Linked DNA regions of Mus musculus: region 1 is linked to region 2. Evidence: chromatin contacts called from public HiChIP or PLAC-seq data. All regions are on one chromosome and are shown on one strand. Each heading gives the region's core, a stretch centred on a gene start, on an enhancer-like site or on the middle of the called end of the contact. The rest is flanking DNA. Distances are from core to core; before and after follow the strand shown. Region 1 has its middle 32 kb from the start of Platr6. Region 2 overlaps 1700020N01Rik (RIKEN cDNA 1700020N01 gene).

Region 1 (6,866 bases), core at 1,255-3,754, 220 kb before region 2:
CCATGTCTTCCTCACGCATAGCACCCAAACAGCACTGAGGAATCTGCCTCCTTGTTTAGAACCTTCAGTGTATCCAAGGGTACTTGGTATGAGGGCCAAAGGCTTCACCTGCCAATGAGACCCCAAGTGAGGCTGCTCTTGGCCTTTCTCTGCCTGTGGAGCCCTCTCCCTCTCGTGAGATCCATCTCTATTCATACCAGCTCTTCTTTGGCTCCTTGCCGCCACAGGGCCTTTACCCCGCTGTTGCTCCTGTCTGAATCACTACAGCCTTGGTGCCAGTCCTTCTGCTGGGGTTGGCTGCAGATGTCTTTTGTTTGGCTACGGAAGAATGATTTAGTTTGAATTGAAATGCCTTAAGGCCAGTAGATTCCTTCCGGCTGGCCTTGGGCTGTCAAATCTCTTACAGTCTTGCAGGTTAGATGAACAGGCTTGTGTCGCCCACCTGATCCCTTGAAGGAATTTGGATTACAATTCCTAGACTAATTAATTCCTACTAATGAATGGGTGGTCTGCAAAGATGCCACTTCCCGGAGGAAGGCCTCCTTTCATCCTCCCCCCAACCCCTCCTCCCGCTCCGCGCTTTCCTTTTATGTACAGCTGCAATCACTCAGAACTCACTGAGTCACCAGTGGTTGGAAGCTGCAAGCCCAGCCCAAAGGAAAGAAGCAAAAGGGCAGCAGCTATTGTTTGCTGTCCTCTGTGATCTGGTGCTCTGCACACAGAAGGCGCTCAATGGTTGCACTGGTGGATGATAGAGGGACAGCATTCCAACACTTAACTCTGTAAAGCACTGTGAAAGTCCTAAATGAGGATTATGGGAAATGTTTTTCTAGGCTTGGTAGAGTCTGGCCCTCCTCCCTTCCAGCAGACACTAGGTGATGCAGTCAAGCTTACAAAGTCGCTGCTTTTGAACTTGCTGAATAGAGTCCCATAGGACAGAAGGAACAGGGGCGGACAGGGCCCTGAGCTCCCCATTCTTGTCCAACACAGAGCAGCTCTGCCCCCAGCCCTCCTTGAAGCACGGCCTTACTTTCTACCCTAGGCGGAATCTTCTCTCTTTCATAATCGGCTTTTGTACAACATTATCTGAACAAAGCTTCCTCAGGCTGAAGCATGCCTGCCGTATTGATCGCCAGTCCCTGGTTTTGCACTTAGCTCTGCATGTGTGATCAATAAATGTTTGTTGGAGAATCCCTATGTATTGTAGCCTACTTGTAAGGGAACATATTTTCAAAGATGTGCTCTCCGCAGCCCAGGATGGCCTCCAAATTGCCATGTAGCATAGGCTGCCCTGAGCTTCTGACCCTCCTTTCCTGCCTCCCTCATTATAGGTGTATTATAGGATTCTAGGTGTGAGCCACCGGCCTGGATCCCACTTAGTTTTTATAATTAGGTTAGAAAAAATATAGATTAGGCCTATTTGCCTTATGTACTGAAATACCTCATTGTATCTTACCAGCTTTTTATAGTGTGTGATGCATATTCTTACCCTCTGAAGATTATGCACTTGTTTAGTTATTATTTTTTCCTTAGCTATGCTACTTTCTGTTCATTAACAAACCTCCTTTAGAAAAGAAGCAAAGGCAATAAGAATATGAGAGAGCTACTTCGATTTGCTTAATTTTCCATCTTATGTATTATTTATTCAACCACAAACTATGTTTTTAAAATCTCTCATGTCTCCCAAATATCAGGCACTATGTTACTTTTATTGTATTGAATTTATTAATGATTTATCATACACATAGCATTATGGATGGGATTAGGAATTGTACCTTGAGTTCAGGACTTTTTTTTTTTTTTGGAACAGCACACTTTAATTTTTGGAGTAATTTTGAAAAACTTATAGTTATTTAAATTTAAACCTTTTTAAGTTGCCATATTATCATAAAAATCAAAATATTAAGGAGTTGCAAAGGATCTAAATTCCACCATTTGTGACTGGGGAGCAAAGGAGTGCTCCCCAGTGGTGGTTAAAATGGAACATTTTCCCTAACAACCCCACCTAATGAACATTTATTAATATCCCTATTTGATTAAAATGTAATGAAGTTTTTCTCTTTAAAAAAAAAAAAAAACAGAGTCCAGAGGGATGCCGACATCCTGCCTCTTGCCACCATTTGCAAGTAGCTGAGTCACTTAAGGAACTTGTTCTGCCTCAGAGCATGGGTTGGGTTCGGCCTCAAGGGGTTTCCTGGAGAAGTTGGGAAAGTTAGAGGGGAAGACGGCTGGGGAACTCCACATGTTAAGCCTGAGAATCTCAAGGAGACAAAGCCAGATCCACAACTGCCCAGTTAATCAAGCTCTAGTTTGGGGTGCACCTAGGAGTGGCCAGCCAGCTGACTTACCCTGGGTTGGAATTTGAGGGAGCAGCACCTCCTGGTCTCTCGAAGCCCCTCCAACAAGGGACATAAAGTGTTCCCAGGAGCAAGAGAGTGGGTCTTATACACTGTTAGAAAGACACACTAAAAGCGAAGGACTGGGGAAGGATCATATCAGCTGCAAGCAGTTTACATCAGCTCTAAGAAACAGGAACTAATTCTTAATTACAAATAGAAACCTTACCTTGCAAGGACTTAATCCTGGACAAAAAAGGAAAAAAAAAAAAAAAAAAGAACTTTAACTAGGATTTAATACAACAAACAGGAACTGCTTTCAACTACAAATAGAAACTTTAACTTGCAAGGACTTAACACAGGGCAAACAGAAACTTAGTCTTAACTGTCTTAGACGCAAACAGAACCCTTAACTTGCAAGGTTCCTGTTTTGTCTTGCAAGTGCTGATCTGTTACAACCTCTTATTCTCCAGGAGAAACAATAGACCCGGGGAGGCCAGCACCTGCTGAGTCCAGCTTCAGGGTACAAAGTTCCAACGTCTTCCTGGAGCTGCAGATGTGGTGGTGTATGTAACCTTTTAAACCCCAGTTCTTGGGAAGCAGAGGCAGGTGGGTTCTGTGAGTTCCAGGGTAGCAAGTTCCATGCTCTGCCACCAGCCCTACACAGGAAGACCCTGTCTCAAAAAGGAAGGAGGAGGAGGAGGAGGAGGAGGAGGGGGAGGAGGAGGAGCAGGAGAAGGGGAGGGGAAGCGGAGGAGGAGGAGGTCATGGAGGAGGAGAAGAAAGAGGGAGAGGAAGAAACAAGGAGAAAGAGGAGGAGGAAGAAGAGGAGCAGGGGCGAATTGCAACAGCAGTACTAATAAATACCATATTTTATGTATTTTATATATACATGTCCCAAATTTAGTAACTTCTTTTCACTTATCTCTCATAGTTTTCACACTTTATTTTCTCCACACCATCTACACAGAATTTTATCTAAAATTTTAGATTAATTTTGTATTTTTTTAAAATTAAGGACAAAATTACCATCTCTTGTTTTGATTTGTACAACTAATTTCCATTTCACCAAGAAAATGGAAATAAATTCAATTTTATTTTATAAAAATGACACCTGGAAGGCTTCATTTTTGTTGCTCAGCATTGTAGGTAATAGAGTTTGATGAATGATGTAATCTCTAATAGTTTTAGGTGGCTCTTTGAGGTATTCGATCCCAGCTTTTAAGCCCCTGTTACAATAGTGAAATAATTTAATTCTGTGCAGCGCAATTATTCTCAACAACACAATAGCTTTTGGGGTGGTTGAACGTCCGTTTGTAAAGTACGGTTTGGAAGCAAGCCTCTGTGGGGAGGTGAACAGAGAGAAACACCGAGGGGCAAAGAAGAGAAAGAGAAACTTCTGACGTGTTTTAGGAACTATTCCTCTTTCTGACACAACATTAGGAATGAAGAAATTAACAAAAGGGAGAAATTTATAGGACCCGGTCTCCAGTATTATTGCCCAGCTCTCCACTTTCATGCAATCTGTGTCAAGGACTGACTGGTTCTGCCATAGAAGATGAGCAGGCGGTAAAGGCTACTTTTTCAGTCTGTTTTTGTGTCCCACGGACAACTGGACTTCCCATTTAGTACAACATCATACATGCACATGCAGTGTGGAATCCAACCTCTGCTGAGGGTTACTTGCCTGAAGAAGACCCCAAATAGACCCTAACCTAATGTAAAATTAAATAGATAGGTTCATTCACACAGCAACCTTTTACCATGAAATGATCTTCCAAATGTCAGAAGTGATTTTGAAAATCATTTTGCACAAAATACTGGACAAGAAACCAACATCAAATAACCTAATTTGGGAGGGGACTTAAAATGGGTTTTTACAAGTATTTTTCTTATTTTTACATTTATTTGTGTGTGTGTACACGTGCGCGTGCACACCCGGCATGAATGTAGAGGTTAGAAGAGACTTTGAGAAACTAGTTCTTTTTCTCTGCTGTGTGAGTCCTTGGGTCAAACTCAAGATGACAGGCTTAGTGGCGAATGACTTTACTCACTGAGCCATGGCTCCAGCCAGGCCAAAGACTCCCCCCCCCCTTTTTTTTTTACACAGTTTGTGTAATGATTTATTGGGTTTTAAAATTTAAACTCCTGCTTGTGTCTTCTTTGCAGCCTCTCCAAACCCCAAGTGTTCTTTCCCTATCTGTATCTACCTAATTTTGAGGCAGGGTCTTATTACATAGCTCTGGCTAGCTTGTAACTCAAGAGCTTGCCTGGAACTCATGGTCTTCCTGCCCCTGTCCCTGGTGGGATTACAGATGTGCCTACCCGTGTTACAAAGTATTCTGCTCCACTGATGGTTGTGATATTCAAAACATTCCCTGTACAGAGACCCAGACAGGTCTCCAAAAGTACCAACATCATTGGCATATGTGTGTGCATATGCACATGTATATATGTGTATAGCTGGCTGAGGTTAGTTAGTGCTGAGGACTACAGAGAAAGAATTAAATGTCAGATAAGAAGTAATTCAGGGAAGATGATTAAGAACAGCTATGGTTCCTTTGTGAACCATCAGCTCCCCCGGCTCACAGCGGCTTCTGTAACCACATGTTTTAGAGGATGCAGGAAGCTGAACACAGATGCTTACAGGCCAATTATTTCAGATGTTTTTACTCTTTCCCTGCTTCAAATTAAGTGTGTGAAATGAGAGAGGAGATCAATTAATCATGGTTGTGGCTAGGCCCTGGGAAATCGAGGCCAGTGACCTTGGGGAGCTGACAAATGAATCCGATCCCAGGGAAGACCGGCAATGCCGGGTTTCTGGTTGCTTTGCTTTAATCATTTATGTGCGCCCTGTTATTCATAGAGCAAGATGCGGTACTAGCGGCTTCACATTCAACTTCATCAATATTCATCAAGAAATGCAGCCATTCCCAGACCAGCATTTGCTCAGCAAAGCACTGAGTCACAGGAGCACATAGAAAATGGGAAATGTCAAGACAGCCAGCCCTGAACTGTGCAACAGGCCCAGACGGCTGCTGGGCGCACTGATGTTGACGTTTTTTCACCTAAGTCTCATCCAAGACAAAGTTACATTCCTTCTGTGCCTTGCCTCTGCCTCGCCTCCCACCTGTGTTTCAGAAACTCTCCTGCCTATATCTCAAGACGTCTACGTCTTTAAAAATATAAGTGGTGGCTTTCTTTACACAGGTTTAAACTACCTACCTACACTGGCTTCCACATACACCTCCTTTCCAGCTAGACTACCACTGTCTGAGTCAATCTGACTCTAAGGAATGCTAGTCAGTGGTCAATGCTATGGAGTCTGCCTGTGGGAATGTCACCCTCAAGTGGGTATTTACATCTCGTATCCATATAAGCATTTGGTTCCTGATTTGTTCTGATACCATCCTAACTAATTATGATGATCTAAAGCGAAAGAAAATTCTTCATGCTTCAGACATGCTGGGATTACAAGTGTGAGCTACGACACCCAGCCTATACTTATTTATCTACTTTAAGGATTTATTCCATTTTGTGTTTACATGTGAGTGTCTGCATGTGCGTATGCTCACTGTGTTTATGTTTAGGGCCCCGGAAAGCCAGGAGAGAGTGTTGAACTCTCTGGAACTGGTGTTACAGGTGATTGTAAGCCATGATAAGGATACTGGGAAGTGAACTCAGAGCTCTTCGCTGCTGAGGTGTCTCTTCTGCCTCAGTTCATACTTCTCTATTGTGGATTATTATTCTCTGTTTAAGCCATCATGGTTCATCTGCTGACAATCACCCTTTTTCTTCACTGCTTTTCTTCTTCCTAGAGTGTCTGCACCGTGTCTGCCACACATATTCTCAGTAGATCATAAATGCTTCATGAGTAAGCGCATACATGCACATAGACACATATCATGTAGAGGCAACTTATCCTCAAAACACAGAGTTTGTCAGACTGACCTTGGATGGGCACAGGAAGTGAAGTGTGTCGGGGACCATCTGGCTGTCGCACCTGTCTTGCTGCCTCTGAGGCGACTCGTGCGGCAGTATGTGCCTCTTTACTACATTTTTCTATCAGCAACATGAAGAGTTCAAACTGAAGGACACTTCACATCCTTTCCAGCCCCAGCCCCTAAACTCTACCACATACACTAATGATTCTAAAACAAAATATAGCAGGCTCATCAGCCTTGTCCTTGCAAAGGAGTACACCAAACTGTCATCCGCAGGGTTTTTAAACATGATAGGATGCTATTAACAATGCCGTGCAATACAGTGAGAAGTGTCCTGTGATGTTAGCTTGGTTAGCCACAGGGACAGAACTTTTTCTAGTTCCTGACAGACAAAATCTTTATTAACTCTTATGATCTGGATCAGCCACATGAATTGGATCCTGGGGAGGACCAACAGTATCAGGTATCTGGTTTCTGCCCTCTAATTATGCATGCAGACCTATAGCTGCACATGCACGTGTATATGTGTGTGTATATGTAAGTGTGAGTATGTGTGAGTGTGTGTGTGTGTGAGTGTCAGTGGGTT
Region 2 (6,930 bases), core at 2,937-5,436:
TTCAAGTTTTGCAACTTAACCTGCTTCTCACTGTCCCTCTGGCCTGGGCAATAGAAAGGTGCACAAGGAGAAAATAAATTCCACAAATATGGGAAAGTGGTTGTTTGATGGACCTGATCCAACCACAGTCGTACTGGTCAGTGTACAAAGAAACCATTTTGCCTTGGGAGACAAAAAATCCACCTAGATGAGGACTAACTAAAGCCACTGACCTTTGAAACTCTATGTGTTACAAGGTACTGGAGCTCTGTGTGGATGTGCCTAAAATGGCAGCTTAATTTGTGGGAAAGATCCGAGCTGCAGTAAGCATTCTATGCCTTGTTCTGCATGCTCCATGAGCCAAGGTCAAGGTCACTTAAAAGTCCTAAGCAGAGCATCCAAAGAGACAGATGAACAAGCGATTCCTCTGACAGTGGAAACCCTGCCTGAAACCCGAAGCAATTTTTCATGAGGAAACATGACCATGCTCTGCCTAGCTCTAGAGGAGGTGAGCCCTGGCAAGCATCCTTAAATCTCAAATGTGGTTAAGAGCAAGCTTCACAGAGCCACAGGCCTGACCTTAAGCAATTTCCTTATTTCTTTAGATTTATGATGTTATTGGAACACTGCTGAAGACTGGCCATTTCTCTGACCTTGAACACAGCTTCTTATTCAGTGAACAATTAACTTGCTAACCACTTGCTTACCTCTCTATGTTGGACAGTTGGCATTTAAGTATCTGGATCCTGGCAGCAAGCCACAGCATCTGAGTCCTGACCTGACTGTATGACTTCCCTGTTAGTGTACACATTGGGTCTCAGTTTCTTCAGGTGAAAACAAGATGCTGTGACAGGAGTGATCTCAAAGGGGGCTATGCTCAGATGGCATCATCTTAGGGGAATGTAAAATGCTGAAACCTGTCTACCTTCTCTACGAAACACTAGCATCTGAAACAAGTGCTCACAAAGATTACGACTAAAATTAAATATTAACTTAAGAACCATCTTTGACATTCTTCAGTAAACAATTTAGAAACATAAAAATGAGTACTTTGCTCAGACTTTCAAAGAACATCAGTGCTTAAGATAGCAGGCCATCCATATGCACCTGTCTGTCCACTGTTCAGCCGCTCAGGCTACTTCACCAACACCAACATGGCTCACTACCTTCAGCTCAGTTTCAGGGTGTCTGGACCACTTTCCTCCATTGTCCTTGCTACCATTAGCTGTGTCCTCTGGACAATGTACTTTCCATGTGTGCTGGGAAGGAGCTCGACTCTGTTGTGTGCTATTTTTAATCTCTACATTTCCTCTTAATTTTTCTATTCATTATATATCAGGAATGGCTAAGGAAAATGTGTAGAATGGAAAGAATTTGTGCATGTCTTTATGCTTTACTTCAAAGGTAGTCGGAGAAGTGGAGAGTCAACTGTCCTGACAAAGCTTGGTAATTCTCAGCAAAGATATTTCCAGAAGCACCAAGTGGCTAAGTTCACTGCTCCTTTCTTTCCCTGAGGCTTCCTGCATTGTTCCTGCCTAACCACAGAATAAACAGATGCTTAAAAAGACACGAGTGTCCTTTGGAGGGAAAGGACACAGATCTAATGTTAAAACAAAACAAAAAGACCTTGAGTTTGAACAGCTCCACTATAGAGCCATGACCTGGAATGAGAGACTTAGCCTTTCCAATCCAAAGTGCTACTGGTGAAAGGTCTGTTGGATTGTCACAAACGACTGTATGACTGAGTCACAAGTGTGGCCTGGGTAAATACTTGAAAAACTGGAATACTCATCACTGTGAAACTTTGGCTCAGGTCACTTGCTACAAGCACTACTGTGGACTTCAAAGCTCTGACATGAGGCATAAAGAGGCTTACAGTTGGGTTCTAACCACTGTTTCCTAGTGGGTGGTGTTGAGTGTGAGCACGTTCTCACCCAGACCCATCATACAGAGCTCCCCACAGGACTGCAAGCAGCAGAGACAGCGGTACATGAGTAGGCAAATCCAGGATGATAAACCTGAAGGTTTAAGTGAACAGAACTCTCGTATAGAACAACACTACCCTTTCATGGAGAGACGCAACCATTTAACCACGCTGAGATGCCTTAAACAATTTATCTCTAAGGACCAGTGCCTTGACCTTTTTATTTTCACTTGTCCTGTTCTCTGTGGACAGTCTACAAGCTTGCTGAAGCTAGTTTTCTAAGAACTAATAACATTTCCTATGTCAGCATGGAAAAATTAATTACTGAAATAACTATTCAGGACTTTGTGTATACACCAAATGGAATGACATATTTTCTTAGTGTAATGCCAAAGTCCTGTTATAATGATCTGATATCTGGAACCCTATATTATCAGTACAGCCAACATCTGAGTATCTTGAGTTAGATAAGAAATAAAGAACAGAATAAAATCTAAAGTAAAGAAATGAATTGATGTTCTATTTAAATGTACTGGCATCCCGAGTGGTAGATAAAATGTAGGGTCAATGTACTTATTCATTTTAAATATACAGACAAGTTTAAAACTATTTCCAATAAATACTGACTACATATAGAAAAACTCCACATATGCCTTGTTTAGTCTTGTATGAATCAGTCTTGTGTGAAAAAGGTATAATAGTAACTCCACACACAAAAGAGGAAATCACCAGTATGAGAAACCTTTTCTAGGAAGCATCTTCCTAACATGTTATTAAGGTTAATAAAGGGCTAAACCCGATTAATCTGACACATCTGTGACCATCTGACTTTCAGTCCTGGCGTTCAGCATGCTCAGAGTAAGTCACATTTTCATCTCAACTCCAGGGATGGTGACTATGAGTAATGTAGAAGTGTTAGTGAGCAGAGTGGAGATGAACAGAGTACGTTCCCTGCTCCTGATGAAAACAGAGCAGGTGCTGAGCAGAAAGGCTAACGCCAAGCACACACAGAAGCAAGGAGGGAGAGGAACCAAGTGGTTGCAGAAATCAAAACTGGCACAATCATACTTGTCCAGAATGTATCAAAAGTCCTTAAAATACTTACACATTCTACTCAAAAACCTTGTAATAATAGAAGTTTTACATCAGAGTGACTATATCTAAAAATTCATACATGGAAATACATTTAACTGTTTTATAGCAAGCATAAATTGCAAACAATTTGAACTTCAAGAATAATAAATAAGTCATGTAACATCTTGGAAGGGAATGGTATATTACCTACTAAAATTATGCTTCAGGGAAGTATTTACTAATAAGGAAAACACATGGTTTTATTAAGTAAGGTGAGAGCTGTAAAAGCATATGTTATACAACACCAATTTTGTAACAGTTGACAACAAATGTGGACAGGCTAGAAATATAGGATTGTCCTCTTATCCACTGGAAAGGACAGGTCCCAAGGCAGAGAGCTGATCTGGATGGCTCTTAGGAAGGTCACAGAGTAGGGAGCCAGTCACTGAAGACTTTCAGGTCCCTTTTCTGAGATCCCTGAAAACCAGGATTACAAAGATTAATTCTGCCAAGCATAGCGGCGCATGCCTTTAAATCTTGGCACTTGGGAGGCAGAGGGAAGGTAATCTCTGTGTTCTCAAGACCAGCCTGATCTATGGAATGAATTCCAGGGGAGCAAGGGCTACATAGTAATACCATATTTAAAAAAAGAAAAAGGAACAATCTTTATAGATGCCAAATGAATTTATCAGTGGCACCTTAGCTCCCAGAGTAAGTTAAAGTTGATAAAACATTTGCAAAAGGAGGGTCATAAATGAACAACCCAATGTACTACTGACATCATCACCTCACTAAAATTAATTTTTATACCTTAGGAACAATGTTAACCATTGTGCAGTTTAAATGAAACGTAAACATACCATTTAAATCTGGAACATCGCAAAAGGAACACAAATCAAAAGAGAGCAGGCTAAAGGAAATGCCCAGAGCTTGCGTGGCTCCTGCCAGAAAGATCTTTCACCTCTGTGTACAAAACCCATGTTCCCACAGATCTCTGGAGCAATAAAAAATGTACTGTACATCATGAGCTGACTTGCTATAAATGTTGTGGACTGTGCAAGCGTGGAAGGCCACCTGCTCTTTGTACAAAGGACACAGACAATGGGGCTGGGATCTGAAACTAAGAAGAGGAAGAATTCAATAAGGACACTGACCCAGACAAGGGTTGAGTCAGCTGGGCAGCCTCAGACAGCACAGCTCTTGTATTGCTCAAGCTACAGGGTTCACTTGCTCAAAACTAGAGGCCACAGCCAAGTAGGTGGAGGCCAGAGAAAGACTGTTCTGTGGGTTAAACGATGATTAACCTTGGCCTTGCAAGTCACTCAGTCTTCCAAGGAAAAGCCTGTAAAAGACCTAGACTGTTCCTATTTCTGCACTACTGACAGGCTCAGTGGAAAAACTTGAGCCTTTTAAGATAGAAAGAGCTGGGTGCAGATCAAGCACAGGGATTCATTCACTTACCATCCTACAGGAGCCTCTTGCCCTTGCTGGCTACATTGTCTGATCCACAAAGTGGTGTTAATATCTACTTGGCAGAAGTGTACTGGAGTAAAAGAAATAAGTAATGTAAAAGGGCTGGCGCACAGCAGGTGTTTAATAACGCTCAGATCCTGTCTATGTCTCCCTTTGAGCAGCTTCTCCAGGTACACCCCTACTTAGTCACTGCCCTAAAACATGGAGAAAGACCAGGAGGAGGACAGACAGGATGATTTTAGGGAGCTGAGACATCGTAAAACCTTCGCAATATAAAAACAGCTTACTGAGCTCTGAATGTTTACAGTTTATGTTTATTCCAACTGTGTGTGTGTCTGTCTGTGTGTCTGTGTGTCTGTGTGTCTGTGTGTGCTCATGCCTTTAAAAAAATGTTGTTACCAGATTGTTCAAGTACAAGTATGTCTATGTGTGTTTCACATTGACTTTTGTGTTTGTTATTTTTTTCCATTAAAAGAACTAAGGAAATAAGAATGTAGGAAGTAAAACTTCCCTAGGCATCATTCAAAAGATAAGAAATGAGGCCTATCTTTAGGGCTTTATCATGACTGCCTGAGGAGATGGCTCAGTTTCATGGAACTAATCTGTATGGAATAAGTAGGTGAGAGGAAAGTAACAGGAAGTATGTATTTGCAGTGGAGTGCTATAACTATATCTATCCTGTAAGAATATCCACACTGCAAATGTATTAATCTAACACACGCTGATTGGGGAAATGGTATGTGCCTGGGCTCTAACCATGTGTCAGGACCATATGAGGGTCATGGGTTTCCCTCAAGACACTAATTGCACACAGTTCTTGGGCAAGAACCACAAATGCCCACAGCTCTTAGCTACATTCTTCTTCTTTCCCACTAAGTGTCACCGTCTGGGACCCATATGATTCTTTACAACATGCAGAAGTTTCCAGAATGTAATGCGTCGGGGTGCTGATGGTCAGAAGCTTCCAGAGTGATGGTCTAGTCACATTTGCAGACAGTAGGGGCTACAGACCATGAAGCAATCCCATCAATGAGAGACCGGTCCTAAGAAAGCCGCTTAGAGGAAGGAGGTTTGCTCACCCAGTTGGAGGCATATGTGTTTTCAGTCCCTACAGAACGCGGTTAGCCTGCTCCTACTCAAACCTTTGTGAACGCCACAGCTGCTTTGTTCCCAGGGCATACAGCTAAGCAAGGGAGAGATTCTCTATAACACTTGCCAGTTTCACAAGGCAGACTTTGTGACAGTGGTCAGAGATAGACCCTGTCACCACAACACTGAGGTAATGACAACTACCAACCCTTTAGCAAATAGAGATTGCAGAGACTGCTGTTCCCAATTCATCTGGAATGAGAGTCTTGCTTGCTATTGCTCTGGTTGGGGGAAACATGTACTATCTTTTCTTTTTAGAAAACGTTTTCAAGTGGGATGTTTTACTAGAAGAAACAACTGCTATGATATGTTAAGATGAAGAACAGGAGAAATAATGTTCATAGTCCTAGAAGTGAACTATTTCTCTGTTGTCCGCGCATGTGTGCACATGTGTGTGTGTGCGTGTGAGACGGAGGACACCTTTTATGAGCTAGTTCTCTGTCCACTGTAGGTTCTAGACGGGACATCATGCTTGCAGGCTAGTGTGGCAAGTTCCTCCACCTGAAGAGCTATCTTGCTTTGGTCCCCAAAAATTACTGATAGAAAACAAGAAGTGAAAAGAATTTTTAAAATATTACTATAATCAAGTGGCTGAGACTGTAGCTTAGTGGTAGAGTGGTTTTATCATCAATACCAAAACAAATACATGAATGAATTAGCTAACTAGAATAAAAATACCCCAGATGCCATCACTTCCTGCAGAAACACTGCTGATACCCACGTGTCTTTGTGCTTCCGTGAAGGTACACACTGATGTACTCTGAGGACTGGGATGAAGGCACAGCCTCTGTCTCATGGCCCAGTGTTTTCTTCATCATTATTTCTAATGGTGGAGTAGTCTCTGCTGTATGGGGATGTATTTAGCCAACTGAGGCCTAGTTTTGTGGAGCCTGTGCGCGGACTGTCTCGAGAGCTTGGGCCTTAGGTGATCCCTCCACGTCTAGGTTGTCCTGGAAGTTCTATTTCCAGCTTCAGTGTGAGTCTGAGCCTCTGCTGTTCCCAGAGGGAGACCTTTGGGAGGATTAGGCCCTGGAGTCAAAGCCATCCAAGTCACCTGCTGTCACTTGGGAAAGGGAAACTACAGCCTATGTTAGAAACTAACATTCTTCTGGCCAGAGAGATGCAAAGTATGAAACTCAAGAGCCCGTTTTCATTCACACAGCTAGTATTTGTGCAGCCACTGGCGACATGCCAGGGTCACTCTGAGTGACTCAACTCTCCAGCCTTATGGAGCTTACCCTGTGACAGATTCACAACTTCAGAAGGGTGAAGTGGACAAAAGAACAGTCGGGAGTTCTCTTGTCACAGGAAATTGGACCGTAACTGCACAC

The links. HiChIP or PLAC-seq counts read pairs in DNA pulled down with a chosen protein or histone mark.
Region 1: an H3K27ac HiChIP or PLAC-seq map of bone marrow-derived dendritic cells shows a contact between it and region 2, with 4 times the contacts expected there. The contact joins two enhancer-like sites. A contact is called at or near these places in 9 of 484 Hi-C or Micro-C datasets (CD4 T cells, the G1E-ER4 cell line, adipose-derived mesenchymal stem cells and 5 more), 12 of 115 datasets of contacts at active chromatin or transcription factors (bone marrow-derived dendritic cells, bone marrow-derived macrophages, embryonic stem cells and 5 more) and 3 of 9 other capture datasets (adipose tissue, bone marrow-derived macrophages and liver).

The regions. Positions count from the first base shown.
Region 1 is chr10:21,822,974-21,829,839 of GRCm38.p6, reverse strand. No RefSeq gene overlaps it. Among named protein-coding and RNA genes, the nearest start is that of Platr6, 32 kb to the left of the region's middle. Within about 2 kb of position 2,504, at least 88 of the 459 cell types and tissues checked have an H3K27ac peak or open chromatin away from gene starts, as enhancers often do. A contact at or near this core is called in bone marrow-derived dendritic cells, bone marrow-derived macrophages, macrophages and 1 more, where this site is marked.
Region 2 is chr10:21,607,002-21,613,931 of GRCm38.p6, reverse strand. All of the region lies in intron 2 of 1700020N01Rik (RIKEN cDNA 1700020N01 gene), which reads right to left. Among named protein-coding and RNA genes, the nearest start is that of 1700020N01Rik, 17 kb to the right of the region's middle. Within about 2 kb of position 4,186, at least 50 of the 459 cell types and tissues checked have an H3K27ac peak or open chromatin away from gene starts, as enhancers often do. A contact at or near this core is called in bone marrow-derived dendritic cells, bone marrow-derived macrophages, macrophages and 1 more, where this site is marked.